2 separate regions of the Mus musculus genome follow, and region 2 is linked to region 1. Evidence: chromatin contacts called from public HiChIP or PLAC-seq data. All regions are on one chromosome and are shown on one strand. The core of a region is the stretch at or near the end of the contact, and the rest is flanking DNA. Distances in the headings are between cores, read along the strand shown. Region 1 has its middle 35 kb from the start of Tyro3. Region 2 holds the start of Jmjd7 (jumonji domain containing 7).

Region 1 (7,266 bases), core at 2,292-4,791:
CATACACATAAAGTAAAATTTTAAAAAATTCCCCAAATGTGTAAACTTAACTTTGAGTGGTCTAGTGAGACGGCCCAATGGGTAAAGATGCAGTGGCCAAGCCTGAGGACATGAGTCCAATCCCCAGGCCACACAAGGTAGAAGGAAAAGAGCCAATTCCAGAAAGTTCTCCTCTGATCTCCACATGTATGTTGTGGCATAAGTGAGCTCATCAGACTCCTGAAAATTGTCCTCTGACCTCCACACACACACTGTGGCCCATTGATTCTTACACACAGCTGCCGCCGCCACCACCACCACCACCACCACCACCACCACCACCACCACCACCACCACCACCACCACAAAATAAATAAATGGACAGCAGGGAATGGTGGAACACTCGTTTAATCCCAGCAATCAAGGGGCAGAAATGGAAAAAAAAAAAAAAAAAGAGAAAAGAGGCAGAAATGGGCAGATCTCTGTGAATCTCCACCAGTCTGCTCTCTACAGGGAGAGTTCCATGCCAGCCAAGGCTACACAGTATAAGCCCAGTCTCAAAATTAAACAAATGAATGAAACTTAACTTACTGTAATTCTCTCTTCTGCTCTCCTTCCTCCTCCTCTTCTCCTCCTCCTCCTCATCTCCTCCTCTTCTTCTTCTCTCTCTGTCTCTCTCTTTCTCTCCCTCCCTTCCTCTCCCTTCCTCCCCTCTTTTTTACATGTATGAGTTCTTTGCTTGCTTGTGTGTCTATAGACCGACCATATGCATGTCTGGTATCCAAGGAGATCAGAAGAAGGCATTGGATCACCTGAAACTGAACTTATGGGCAGTAGTGGGCCTCTGTGTAGGTCCTAGAAATGGAACCCAGTCCTCTACAAGAACAAGAATTGTTCTTACCTTCTAAGCCATCTCTCCAGATCTGCCTTGTTTTGTTTCTTGAGACAAAAATGTGTAATTGTGCTGCTTATAACTAACTACCTCTTCCTCCTCCTCTCCCTCCTCCTCTCCCTCCTCCACCTCCTCCTCTTCCTCCTCCTCTTCTTCTTTTTGTTTTTTCAAGACAGGGTTTCTCTGTGTAGCCCTGGCTGTTCTGGAACTTACTCTGTGGACCAGGTTGGCCTCAAATTCAGAGATCTGCTTGGCTCTGCCTCCTGAGAGCTAGGATTAAAGACATGTACATGTACATCACCAGAGGCATCATATATCCTGGAGATGGAGTTATAAGAGCTTGTCAGTTGCTCATAGTAGGTTCTAGGAATAAAACTCAGATCTTCTGCCGGGCGTGATGGTGCACGCCTTTAGTCTCAGCACTCAGGAGGCAGAGGCAGGTGGATTTCTGAGTTTGAGACCAGCCTGGTCTACAAAGTGAGTTCCAGGACAGCCAGGGCTATACAGAGAAACCCTGTCTCGAAAAATCAAAACAAACAAACAAACAAACAAAAACTCAGGTCTTCTGTAAGAGCAATACTACTCAACTACTGAGCATTCCTTCCAACTCCTTAGTCTACTTTTAATTATGTGTATGAGTATGTGTATGTATCAGTGTGTGGTTATACACATATGAATGTAGGTGCCTATGGAGGCTAGAAAAGGGCATCAGATCCCCTGGAACGCAAATTACAGGACGATTAAAATAGGTGCTAAAAACCAAACCTGGCTCCTCTTGAAGATCAGCAAGTGCACTTAACCACTGAGCCAACTCTCGAGGCTCCAGAGTAACATCTTAAAAAAAAAAAAAAAAAGAAAGAAAGAAAACCCTGCTACTCATCTCCTTCCTAGATAGCTGATTATGCACAGAGAAGCCAGGGAAGAAAGAGAGAGGCAGTCAGCATCTGAGAGCTCAGTCAGCCTTCTAGTCAGGAGGTCTGCCACACTTGTGATATGTATGCCTCTCTTGGTATCAGTTCCTTATTCTCTGAATATCTGGGTTCAAATATTTCTTGAAACCCTGATTACAGTTAGTTTTTATTGGTATCAGCCTAGCACTTTTCCAGAACACAAGTATGTCTTTGTAATAGAGAATATAAAAGTGCCCTGTCTGTCCCCTCTATGCCTTATCAATTTTACTATGTGCTTCCATCTGACCTCAGACTTGGAACTTGAGATCCTCCTGCCTCAGACTCCCAACTTCTGGCATAACAGCGGTGTATCACTGTACTCAGTTTACACTGATTCAAAGTAGACTTTATCCATCATGCAAGTGCATCTCTGTGAGTTCCAGACCAGCCTCGTCTACATAATGAGACAAAAACAAAGCAGTAAACAAACACAAGCAGACCATGAACTTCTGATCTTCCTGCCTCTACTTCCCAAGTGCTAGACTAGAGGTCTGCCCCATGGAGCCTGGCAAGAACCTTTAGTCTAGGGAGGGAAGGTGGCTCCAATGCTCGCCAAGTTTGAGGACCTGATTTTTACTTCCAGCGTCCACATAAGAAAACAGTAGATAGGGTTATAAACACTTGTAACCCTAGTGCCAGGGAAGCAGAGGTAGGCTAGCTAGCCTAGAGACGTGTCTCAAATACTTAAAAAAGAAAGAGAAAAAGGATAGACTTGAGGAATGACACTCAATATTATCCTCTGGGCTTCCCTGTGCATTTGTATGTGTACACAGACACACACATGCACACACGCACGCACACACACACATGGGCTTGCACACACACACTCACACACACGTGCTCACACATGCACTCACACACACATGCTCACACATGCACACTCACACACACACATGCACACTCAAATGAATCCTTTGTCTTTTTTATTTTTTTTGTTTTTTGGATTGTGTAGACAGGGTTTCTCCATGTAGCCCTGGCTGTCCAGGAACTTGATTAAAGGCATGAGAGTCACCACTGCCTAGATGAGAATCTTTTTTAAAAGCAAATGCTTGCTCTGCTATGCATCATGGTGCATAACTCAGAAGGCAGAGGTTCTAAGTGAGTTCATGGTCTTGGTACTCGTCTAGCATGTACAAAGGCCTGTGTCCCAAACCCAGCCACACAGGAGAAAAGGAAATAATAAATAAAAAAGATAGGACTGGACATAGTAGCACAACCCTGTAATCCTAACATTTGGAAAATGGAAGCAGGAACATCAGAAGTTCAATGTCAGCTGGGCAGTGGTGGCACACGCCTTTGATCCCAGCAATTGGGAGGCAGAGGCAGGCAGATTTCTGAGTTTGAGGCCAGCCTGGTCTACAGAATGAGTTCCAGGACATCCAGGGCCACACAGAGAAACCCTGTCTCGAAAAAAAAAAAGTTCAAAGTTATCTTCAGCAGTGTAGCCCATTCCAGAACAGCCTGGGCTACATGAGTCTATCTCATAAACCACCCAAAATAGATGCTTCTAGAAAAAAAATCTTGGTGTCCCACAAAGGAACACACAGACGAAGAGAGAATAAAAGGAAAGGGGTTGGGAAACTCTGGCAAGGCTAACTACCTTTGATTTTAAAAAATGTTTTTCAGATTTATGGTTGAGGAGGTTAAAGCCCACACTCAGCAAATATGAAGCCTTGGGTTTGATCTTTTAGCGCTGATTAAACTGGGTGTGGTCATGGTGTCTGGAATCCCAGTTCTCAGCAATCAGACACACCCAGCCATTTTAGGCTACTTACTGAGCTGATTACCTATTTGTCAGCCTCACCCAGCTGGGGTCATCTGGGAAGAGGGATCGATCCTCAGCTGAGAAAATGGCTCCATCAGATTGGCCTGTGGGCAAGTTTGTGGGGAATTCTCTCTCTCTCTCTCTCTCTCTCTCTCTCCTCTCTTTGGTTTTTCGAGACGGTGCTTCTCTGTATAGCCCTAGCGCTGGCTGTCCTGGAACTCACTTTGTAGACCAGGCTGGCCTCGAACTCAGAAATCCACCTGCCTCTGCCTCCTGAGTACTGGGATTAAAGGCATGTGCCACCATGCCGGGCACAGTAAGCAGCACTCTTCCATGGCCTCTGCTTCAGTTCCTGCCTCCAGGTTCCTCCCTCTACCTCCCTTCACAATTTAGTATAAACTTGAGGCGAAATGAATCATTTCTCCAAGTTGCTTTTGGTCATAGTGTTTAGCACAGCAATAGAAACTCCAACTAAAACGGCTACGTAGCAAGTTTGTGGTCGATCTCAAATAAAATAAAACGATGAAATGAAAGAAAAAAATTCCAAAGAAAGGTCATTCTTATCTTTTTTTCTTTCTTTTTTAAAATTTTTTTTAGGGGTTGGAGAGATGGCTCAGTGGTTAAGAGCACTGACTGCTCTTCCAGAAGTCCTGAGTTCAATTTCCAGCAACCACATGGTGGCTCACAACCATCTGTAATGGGATCTGATGTGCTCTTCTGGTGTATCTGAAGACAGCTACAGTGTACTCATATACATAAAATAAACATTAAGACACCTAACTTGTCCTATTTTTTTTCATATATGTATGCATGCCAGAAGAGGGCATCAGATCACATTATAGATGGTTGTGAGCTACTAAGTGGTTGCTGGGAATTGAACTTAGAACCTCTGGAAGGGTACCCAGTGACCTTAACCACTGAACCACCTTTCTAAGTCTCCGCTCCCTTTTTTTTTTTTTTTTTTTTTTTTTTTTGATACACTGTCTTTCTATGTAGCCCTGGCTGGCCTGGTACTTAATAGATTAGGCTAGCCTTGAATTCACAGAAATTACCTGCTTCTGCCTCCCTAGTGCTGTGATTAAAGGTGTGTGCCAGCCGGGCGTGGTGGCGCTCGCCTTTAATCCCAGCACTCAGGAGGCAGAGGCAGGTGGGTTTCTGAGTTCGAGGCCAGCCTGGTCTACAAAGTGAGTTCCAGGACAGCCAGGGCTATACAGAGAAACCCTGTCTCGAAAAACCAAAAAAAAAAAAAAAAGATAAAGGTGTGTGCCATCATGATCAGTTCTTATCTTTCAAACATCTTTTATTTTTATGTTTAGCTTACTTTCTGAGGTCAGAGGTGGTTGTTGAGAGTCCTCTTCTTCTTCCTCCTCCCCTCTTCCTTCTTCCTTATTGGTGTTCTGCCTGCATGTTTGTCTCTGTGAAGGTGTCAGGAGCTCTGGAACTGGAGTTAGTTACAACTGCCGTGTGCTCTTAACTGCTGAGCCATCTCTCCAGCCCCAAGAGTCCTCTTCTATTACTTTTTCTCTGGTCTCCATTCCCAACGCCCAACAGCTCTGGAATTACAGGTGTGGGCTGGATCATGACAGGCTTGGTACATGGGTACAAGAAACCTAACTCATGTCCTCCAGGTTATACACAAGTGCTCTCAACTACCAAGTCATCCATGGCTGTCAACTTAACTTATGACTACCTTCAATTTGTTGGCCATTCATGAACACAGCACTCACCAACGCCTCAGGCAAACAAGTATGAGCTATGGGCGTCTTTGTTTCTTATCTCTCCTGTGTCACCTTCAGTGATGGGAAGAGCAGGCTTCATGGGTTAGCTTTTTTCTTGGCTTGTGGAGAGTCTCTCCCTCGCCTTGGAACCCATGTTGTTTATACTTTGCTTTAGACAGGGTTCTGAGAACTCCACACTATATCTTATCTGAGTTTTTGTTCTGAAAATGAACTACACAGCCTGAACTGGCTTTGAAATCAAGGTCCTCCTGCCTCAACCTGTTGAGTGCTAGGATAACCGGGGAGTGACGTAACACTGTTCCAGGTTCTTTGACCCAGAGAAGTCAGAAACTTCCTTTCTCCTTTGTTGGGATTATCAGGGCTTTCTGTGGGTTATCTCACTGGCTAGAAACACCCATCTATAGCCTTCCATCCAGTGCTTACTAGTCCTGCTAAAGAAAACAAGAGAAAACAAGAGAGAAGAGAAGAGAAGAGAAGAGAAGAGAAGAGAAGAGAAGAGAAGAGAAGAGAAGAGGAGAGGAGAGGAGAGGAGAGGAGAGGAGAGGAGAGGAGAGGAGAGGAGGGGAGGGGAGGGGAGGGGAGGGGAGGGGAGGGGAGGGGAAGGGAGGGGAGGGGAAGGGGAGGGGAGGGAAGGGGAAGGGAAGGGGAAGGGAGGGGAGGGGAGGGGAAGGGGAGAGAGGGGAAGGAAAGGAAAGGAAAGGAAAGGAAAGGAAAGGAAAGGAAAGGAAAGGAAAGGAAAGGAAAGGAAAGGAAAGGAAAGGAAAGGAAAGAAAAGAAAAGGAAAGGAAAGGAAAGGAAAGAGCGAGGAGTGGTACAATGAGCCATGTCATTGTTAGTCCCAGCACTCAGGAGGCAGAGGCAGGGTGATCTCTATGAGTTCTAGGCCAGCCTGGTCTATAGAGTGAGTTCCAGGACAGCCAGGGCTACACAGAGAGACCTTGATCCTAAAAACTAAATAACATAAGTAAATAAAAGACTCCAGTTGGAAGATGGTAGAACTGAGAGCCTCTTTCCTTTGGAAGATCCAAACGTCCTCTTTGCTCTGCTTCTTAGACAATCCTCCCTCCCATCATCTCTAGCCTGGTGCTCGCAGACAGTTCTTTGACTGAGAAGTTGAATTTCTGTGCTGAAGTGTTGTTCTATTTTAGCTCACATCTTTTCTCTACAAGTTCTGTCTGTCCACAGAGCAGCCATTTGTGTGTGGTGGTGGGTTTTTTCACATTTATTTACTTTGTGTGTGTTTGTATGTGAGTATTCGTGTACCACATAACACCCAGAGGACAACTTTGAGTCAGTTCTTGCCTTCTGCTTTTTGGGTCTCAGGGATCAAACTCAGGTTGTCAGGCTTAGCAGTAAATGTCCTTACCTACTGAGCTATCATCTTGCTACCCTTGGTTTAGATTTTTGAGGCAGAGTCTCATGTAGCCCAGGCTGGCCCCAAACTCACTAAGTAGCTGAGGTTGACCCTGTTCATTCTTTCTGCTTCTACTCCCCAAACTCTGGGATTACGGGTCTGTACGGCCACACCAGGCTAGCTGCTTTGCCCACATCCAGAGCGCACGGCTTGCTTACAGATTCCCATGGTTTCTGACTTAGGTTCTCTTCCTTTCAGCTCAGAGCAGTTCTTTGCTGCAACCCTGAGGCTGATGAGTCAGTTGGCTCAGGGATAGCTCAAGACCAGTTCTATGTGGTTAGTGTGCAGTCCTTGTCCTTAGCTGTAAATGTCCTTAGAGTAGTATGAGGGTGGGGGAATGGTCTCCATGAAGTCACACGGCCACTTTTGTAATATCTGTCTGCCTGTGTGCGTGTATGTGTGCGTGGGTGTGTGCATGCATGAGAGAGAGAGAGAGAGAGAGAGAGAGAGAGAGAGAGAGAGAGAGAGAGAGAGAGAGAGAGAGAGAGAAAGAGAAAGAGAAAGAGAGTCTTCTCCTGCTACATTTA
Region 2 (7,266 bases), core at 1,495-3,994, 190 kb after region 1:
GTTATTTCTAGGCAAGAAACAGGGTCGTAGCGTAGAACACCATATTATTCAAGAAAATCCCAATTCATGGCTGTTATCTTTTTTTTTTATATCCCAAAATGGTTTGGGCACTTTAGATAGAAGAAACAATGTAACTGTCACATTTGAAAGAGTTGTTGGGAAAAGTTGTCAAGAAGTAGATGGTTCTAATAGTCTGGAGGGATCCTCATCTGGGCCACCCATCAGAGTGACTCTGGCCATCCTGATCTTGTGTGTAGAACTCCTAGGCAGTCCCTTCTACTGGGTGGGCAAGGCACTGGCAGAGCCCCTTTTCTATATTCCACTGTCTACTGCTCTCCAGCTCACTTTCAGTGTTCCTGTTGCAGGTGACCAGCTATAAGACACCTTCGGCAGAGCAAAGTCACATCACCCGTCTCCTGAGAGACACCTTCTCTTCGGTGCGACAGGAGCTCGAGGTTCTGGCTGGGGCGGTGCTGTCCAGCCCAGGTGGCAGCCCTGGGGCTGTGGGGGCTGAGCAGACGCAGGCCCTGTTGGAGCAATACTCCGAGCTACTGCTAAGAGCTGTGGAGCGGCGCATGGAGCGTAGACTCTGAGTTCCTGAAGCCTGTCCCAAGAGAAATGCTCTCCATTCCAAACTGTATCCCTGCTTCCACTCAAGAAAAGGTGGGAATGTCTGGAGTGGACAGCAGTGATCAGTGTTGAGAGGCAAAGCAGCCTTCCCAGCCGCCCTCATGGAGCCCCTGTATTTATTAATTTATTTCCCTGACTTTGCCTCACTTCCTTGGGACTCCTGCCTCTAAAGCCCAGCCTGGGGCTCACAGCAGGGCAAGTCTTGAGTCTACATCATCTTGGTGCTGTGAGGGGTAGGAGGGCAGCCTGCCTCCCCTGGGGACATCGGGAAGGGCTGGCCTTCTCTTCTTAGAAGCCATTTGAAGTTTCTGCAGGGATGAGCTCCCTGGGGCGGAGCATCCACAGGGTACTCTGGGATAGAGATGAAAGGTAATGTGGTATTTAGTGTCCTAAAGCCAACTGTAGACCTTTACCTCTACTCCCACACCAGCTGCACTCCCCTGCCTGCCAGAGCAGGGGTAGTTTCCCCCCAACTCCTGGCAGTGAGACAGCTGCCTGGCCTCCAGGGTATTCCCAGCCATTAGAAAACTTGAGTTGGTATCAGGAACTGAGCCCCCACATTCCAATCCCATGTTCCCTGCAAGAGAGCCCTAGTGTTTTTTCTGGCCCCATCCCTTTTCCCCCTTGTGGAGCTAGTTGTGGGATTTTTGCTGCAGGACAGTGAAACCCCTCTGCTGGGCAGACAGCAAAGCCTGGCCTACTTTCCTCAGCCCCTTAGGCTTCCTTGTTCTCTATCCCTGGTCCCCAGCAGACTGTTGAATCCCTGGGGACCACTTTCTCCCTACATCCTGGGCAATGCGCAATCAGAAACCTGTATTGGGAGTACCCTTATGGTTTACAGGGCACTGGCCCACCTTCCTAGAACCTTGGCCACACACACACACACACACACACACACACACACACACACACACACACACACACACACACACACACACACACACAAATCATATGCACAGTTGAGTGCTCATTTTAGAACACTTGCCTGGCTGGTATGCACCTGGTTTCCTCACATTTTTGCCTCAGCGTCACTAGCCTGGATTAATTGGAATTCTGATCCAGAAACACAAAAAGGGATGGGTACACTAAACACAAAAAGGGATGGATACACTAGACTGAAATTCTGGAGTTGTGGTGTCCACAGCCAGGCTGACCGGAGATGGCCTATGGGTCACCTGGCTCATGGAGGAGGCTCTTTTCAAAGGCAGTATTGAGTGCCCAGAAATACTGGACACTGGAGATTGTGGAATGAAGGCACTGGGCAAGAGACCACTGGAAAAGTAATAGCCGGACAGGTAGGTGGCAGAGGTAGGGATAGAGTTAAGGTAACGGTTAGAGAGTAGCAAAAAGAGAGAGAAGCTGTATGTTGGAAGAAGTGGTGAGGTGGTTGCAGAATTGGAGTGAGTATGTCTTTGGGCCTGGGCCCTCCTTTCCTCTGCATCAGGGAAGGCAGAGTAGTGACATTTCACCAGGTTTAGATAACACAAACCTGTCGAAACCTCAACGCCACTTCCCAGCTCTGAATGCAGAGGCTAGCAGGAAACTAGGTTTAATGGGTGCTTAGCTTTGTTGGTTCAACCTGAGTGTTGAGTATACCCAAACCATGTGAATACCCAAACCATGTGTTCCCATTTTTCTACCACACGCATAGTCAAACTCCTAGCCCAAAGAACCGAAGCCACTTGAGGTGGGCCCCTTGGCAGTGTGGGGGTTAGAAGTCGGCCCACTGCCCTGACCTCCACCAGGTTTTAGAGGTCTTTATGCCAGCCTGCCCTTCTAGAGAAAGCGCCACTACCCTGCATGGGTGGGGTCTTGTGGCCTGTGGCACTTTGTCCTCTTCTGCATGTCTGAGGCCACTGGCAATTGCTGCCCATGTCCAGATTTGTCCTATCCCAGTTTTGAAAGCCCCTTATTTATAACTTTTATACTGTGGCGCCTGTCTCCTCCCCGGCTGTACGGGGTGGGACTGTTTTAACGTTTCGTTTGTACGGATGTATGAAATTGTCAATAAACACAATCATTTGTTAACCTGCTAGCAAATTCTGAGAAGAGCGCCGCTTGTTGCACCTCCTAGAGGGCGGAAACGGGGGCGGGGCTGCGATCCTGGAGCGGAAATAGGGGCGGGTTCTTGTCCCGCGGCCGTCATGGCGGAGGCGGCTCTGGAGGCAGTTCGGAGGGCGTTGCAAGAGTTCCCGGCGGCGGCTCGCGGTGAGTGCACTCTCACAGGCAGCAGCGACCGCGCGAGGACAGCGCGGAGGGAGCCTGGGCACCCTGGAACTCAGTGTGCATGAGTGTCCGACCGGTGGCCACACAGTTTTGTGTGTACCCTTCTTTAGCTGGCGGACGGCTCCTTAGCTCAGGATCGCACGCCTGGCTGCCTTCGTGGGGTGCAGTTGTAGTTTTCAAGACCCAGCACAGCTCTGACGGTAGTCATGGTGCCATTCTCAAAGCCAGCGGGGTGCTGAGTCCCCGTGCGCTGCCATGCTATACTTTCACCTCAAACATCTCGGATGCTGGTGGGTTCTGAGGAGAGAAGCAGGCGACTTCCCTCGTTCATTCAGACTCCAAGCTTTGAGGATTGTAGGCAGCCGCCCAGTTGATCTTGTGTGTTTCCTTTCTTCTTCCTCTGGTCCTCACTACCCCATCATTAAACAAGCTGGAGAGATGGCTAAGTGGGTAGGTAAAGCTCTTAAGCACATGATGATCTGGGGTCACATCCCCAGCACTAACAGAAAACACTGGGTGTGGTGATGGTGGACTTCTGATGGGATTCCAGAGGTGGGAGGGAAAGGCAGGAGGACCCCAGGGGCTCCCTGGCCTGCCAGCTTAGCAACTGCTGAGCTCCAGGTTCAGTGACTTTGACTCAGAAAATAAAGTGGAGAATGGTATACACCTAATGTCAACGGCCTCCACACATGCATACACAGGCACACACCACACATGCGCACACCCACACACAGAGGGAGAGCAATTGATCAAGCACAATTTTGTCAATTTACCGGCTGTGTCACACACAGGTGGTTAGAGCAGTATTCTCAACCTATGAGGTCGAGACCCCAGAGCAGTCGCATGTCAGATATCCTGAACATCAGACATTTATCTTGTGACTCATAACTAGTAAAATCACAGTTATGAAGTAGCAACGAAATGATGTTACAGCCTAGGGTCACCACAACATGAGGAACTGTCTTAAAGGGTAGAGCATTAGGAAGCACTGCCCTGGAGGACGGTTGATGGGTCAGCTAAACCCTCAGAGCGGGTGTGCCTGCTATATCCAGGAAGCAGTGTGGACTGAGCTTGGAGCAGACTTTGTGTTTATGTTTATTTTTGTCAGTCAAATTCTTAACAGAATTGCTGGGTCAAAGGAATTGTTTGAAGTTCATTTTGAAGCTTTAGGGGAGAAAAACACCCACCCTCTAAAGGAAATGGTGAGCAAATAAAACCAGCATAATTATAGAAAACCCAAAGGCTGGAAAAGGGCAGGTTCAGGTCAGGTGATGGTGGCCCAGCACTCAGGAGTCAGAGGCAGGAGGATCTCTGTGGTTCCAGGCCAGCCTGGTCTGCAGAGTGAGTTCCAGGACAGCCAGGGCTACACAGAGAAACCCTGTCTCGAAAAACCAAAAAAAAAGAAACATGAAAAAAATACACAGGGTCAGGTAATGATAAATCTGTGGAGAAAAACTCGGCAAGGAGATAAAGATTGTTCCTAACAAGTGACAGTTTAAAAAGGGATGGTCAGGAAAAGAAGCCTGACATTGGACCCAGAGCACCAGAGGGAAAGCAAAGGTAGTTTTGAGAGACAACGGGTAGAATCAACAGGACTTAAAGACGCCCAGGCCCAGGGCCGGATTGGTATGGGGCAAAGCAACAGATACACACTCATACACACACAGGATGGCCTTGAGCTTGCTGATCTGATACTCCTGATGCCACCTTCCAGGTGATGGGTTTACAGATGTGAGCCTCCACATCAGTTTACACAGAGTCACTTAATGTCTCCATAGGTGTCACAGTGCATAAGTGTTGGCCCTAGATGGCCAAGCACGCTGCTGCTGGTCCGTGAGAGCAGAGCTCACTTCAGCCCCTACCTGTCTTCGAGTGTTGTCACTGGGCAGTTGCCTCCCTGCATAGACAGATGAGCCGTAAACTTGGTGAGATGGTGGTGGTGTCTTCTCAGCCACACTGGCCAGGCCCGGTGCTGGGTCCATTTCAGGCGTTCAGTGAATATCACCATTGGAGGCTGTCTTAGGATTTTACTGCCGTGAAGAGACACCATAATCACCACAACCCTTATAAAGGACAACATTTAACTGGGGCTGGCTTACAGCTTCAGTCTGGAGGCCAGCTGAGGGTTCTACATCTGGATCCTCAAGAAGAGACTGTCACTGGCCAGACTTGAGCTTATAAAACATCAAAGCCCACTCCTAGTGACACACTTCCTCTAACAAGGCCACACCGCCTGTTAGTGCTACTCCCTGTTGGTCAAGGATTCACACACATGAATCTGTGGGGTCATCCAGAGCCAGACCCACCCCAGTTAGCCTGTGGCCACCAGCTCAGTAGTGCAGGCCTCCTAGGTCGGAAGCACCCTTGCTTAGGATGTCCGTCATAGAGGGCTTCTTGGTGCAGTGTGATGGAAGTTGGGTACCACTGATTTCACACCTCCTCCACCACCATTTCTTTCTTAAGACCTCAATGTACCTCGTGTTGTGCCCTACCTGGATGAGCCCCCAAGCCCACTCTGCTTCTACCGGGATTGGGTGTGCCCCAACAGGCCCTGCATTATCCGAAATGCTCTGCAGCACTGGCCAGCCCTCCAGAAGTGGTCCCTGTCCTACTTAAGGTAAGGTGTTCCTTGGGAGGTTGGGTGGAACAGTGACCATTAGCAGCAGACTACAAACCAAGTGTCTGTTTCTTCAGAGCCACGGTGGGCTCCACGGAGGTGAGTGTGGCTGTGACTCCAGATGGTTATGCGGACGCGGTGCGAGGGGACCGCTTTGTGATGCCTGCTGAACGCCGCCTGCCCATAAGCCATGTACTGGATGTGTTGGAAGGTCGGGCCCAGCACCCAGGAGTCCTCTATGTGCAGAAACAGTGTTCCAACCTGCCCACTGAGCTGCCCCAGCTTCTGTCTGACATTGAGTCCCATGTGCCCTGGGCCTCTGAGTCACTGGGTGAGTGGTGGGGGTAAGAGGCGGGGTATGGACGTGAAGTGGGGAGATAAGAGTTCAGCTAGCTTGTTGATTCTCTGCCTTTTGTGTTGATTCTGTGGGGGCAGGTGCTACCTATCTGCCCGCTCCAGGGCTGCTGTCTCTGCCATCCTGGGATTGTGTTCCCAGTGTCACCTTCCCCCAGACTCGGCACTCTTCTCTCTCACCCATATTTCTGCATAGCTGCCCCCCACACGGGTGGTTCTCAGCCTGATATTAATTCACTGTGTCCCACAGGGAAGATGCCTGATGCCGTGAACTTCTGGCTGGGTGATGCATCTGCAGTGACATCCTGTAGGTGTGGAGACTCCTCAAGTGGGGAGGGGCAGAGGGAAGAAAGGTGGGCCCCAGAACGAGTACCTCAGATTTCTTTTGGTATTGTGGGACTAGGAGACCACAGAGTTTCTCCTGATGGCAGGAACACTGGGGACAGGGAATACTGTACCTTTTAAGTCTCTAGAAGCCTCTTCAGAAGTCAGGTAGATCTGAGAGCAGGGGTCAGGAGATAACGCCCGCCCATTGGTGATCCAGATGAAGGGGAGTCCACATCCAGTTTTTGGTGGCCAAGTTCTGTGATTCTTGCAAGAACCTTGGAATCTCCACAAGTCTGCTAATCCTGTGTGGGCTTTTCCTTTCTCTGTAGGCTCTGCTAGGGTGTGGGGTGTGGGGCTGAGGACAGTGTGGCCTGCTTCCCTCCACTTAACTCCAGGCCTTCCATGTGTCAACAGTGCACAAGGACCACTATGAGAATCTGTACTGTGTAGTCTCTGGCGAGAAACACTTCTTGTTACATCCACCCAGCGACCGGCCCTTCATCCCTTACAGTAGGTGACATGAACTAAAAGAAGCTAGTAGTCACTGGTGAGGGAAGGGCAGCAAGAGGTCCCTGCCATGGGCCCCAGCCCTCTGGTCTCTGTATGCAGGGAACGCTGTGCTGGTCATGGTGAGAGTGCCTGACAGGCTGTTGGCCCCTTGTCTCCCTGACCTTGCCTTCAGATCTCTACACACCAGCAACCTACCAGCTGACTGAAGAGGGCACTTTTAGGGTGGTGGACGAGGAAGCCATGGAGAAGGTGTCTGTCCTGTTCTTGGGCTCTGGGGAGTGGGTAGACCTCTGGGGAATAGGCACAAAGGGCCTGGGGAGGTGGCATCCCACTCTGAAAATCCCTAGGCTGTGATTCTTCAAGCCGAGAGGAGAGGGGACAGAGCTGGAGATCTTGGGGACCTCAGGGCCTGCTCTCAGGCAGCCGCTGTGTCTCTAGGTACCCTGGATCCCACTGGACCCCTTGGCTCCAGACCTGACCCAGTACCCCAGTTACAGCCAGGCACAGGCCCTTCACTGCACAGTGCGGGCCGGCGAGATGCTGTACCTGCCAGCTCTGTGGTTCCACCATGTCCAGCAGTCCCACGGCTGTATTGCTGGTAA

Evidence for each region. HiChIP or PLAC-seq counts read pairs in DNA pulled down with a chosen protein or histone mark.
Region 2: a contact with region 1 is called in an H3K27ac HiChIP or PLAC-seq map of embryonic stem cells, with 3 times the contacts expected there. The contact joins the promoter of Jmjd7 here to the enhancer-like site in region 1. A contact is called at or near these places in 1 of 39 promoter capture datasets (liver), 1 of 484 Hi-C or Micro-C datasets (ventricular fibroblasts), 5 of 115 datasets of contacts at active chromatin or transcription factors (all in embryonic stem cells) and 3 of 9 other capture datasets (adipose tissue, liver and pancreatic islet).

The regions. Positions count from the first base shown.
Region 1 is chr2:119,830,845-119,838,110 of GRCm38.p6, forward strand. No RefSeq gene overlaps it. Among named protein-coding and RNA genes, the nearest start is that of Tyro3, 35 kb to the left of the region's middle. Within about 2 kb of position 3,542, at least 9 of the 459 cell types and tissues checked have an H3K27ac peak or open chromatin away from gene starts, as enhancers often do. A contact at or near this core is called in embryonic stem cells, where this site is marked.
Region 2 is chr2:120,024,739-120,032,004 of GRCm38.p6, forward strand. Jmjd7 (jumonji domain containing 7) reads left to right here and starts at 2,745. Exons shown (of 8, transcript NM_001114637.1): 1 at 2,745-2,838; 2 at 5,320-5,473; 3 at 5,551-5,804; 4 at 6,078-6,134; 5 at 6,569-6,664; 6 at 6,837-6,913; 7 at 7,103-7,262. The coding sequence starts at 2,775. Mapkbp1 (mitogen-activated protein kinase binding protein 1) reads left to right here. Exons shown (of 30, transcript NM_011941.3): 30 at 366-2,665. The coding sequence ends at 593. Gm28042 (predicted gene, 28042) reads left to right here and starts at 2,745. Exons shown (of 27, transcript NR_104353.1): 1 at 2,745-2,838; 2 at 5,320-5,473; 3 at 5,551-5,804; 4 at 6,078-6,134; 5 at 6,569-6,664; 6 at 6,764-6,913; 7 at 7,103-7,262.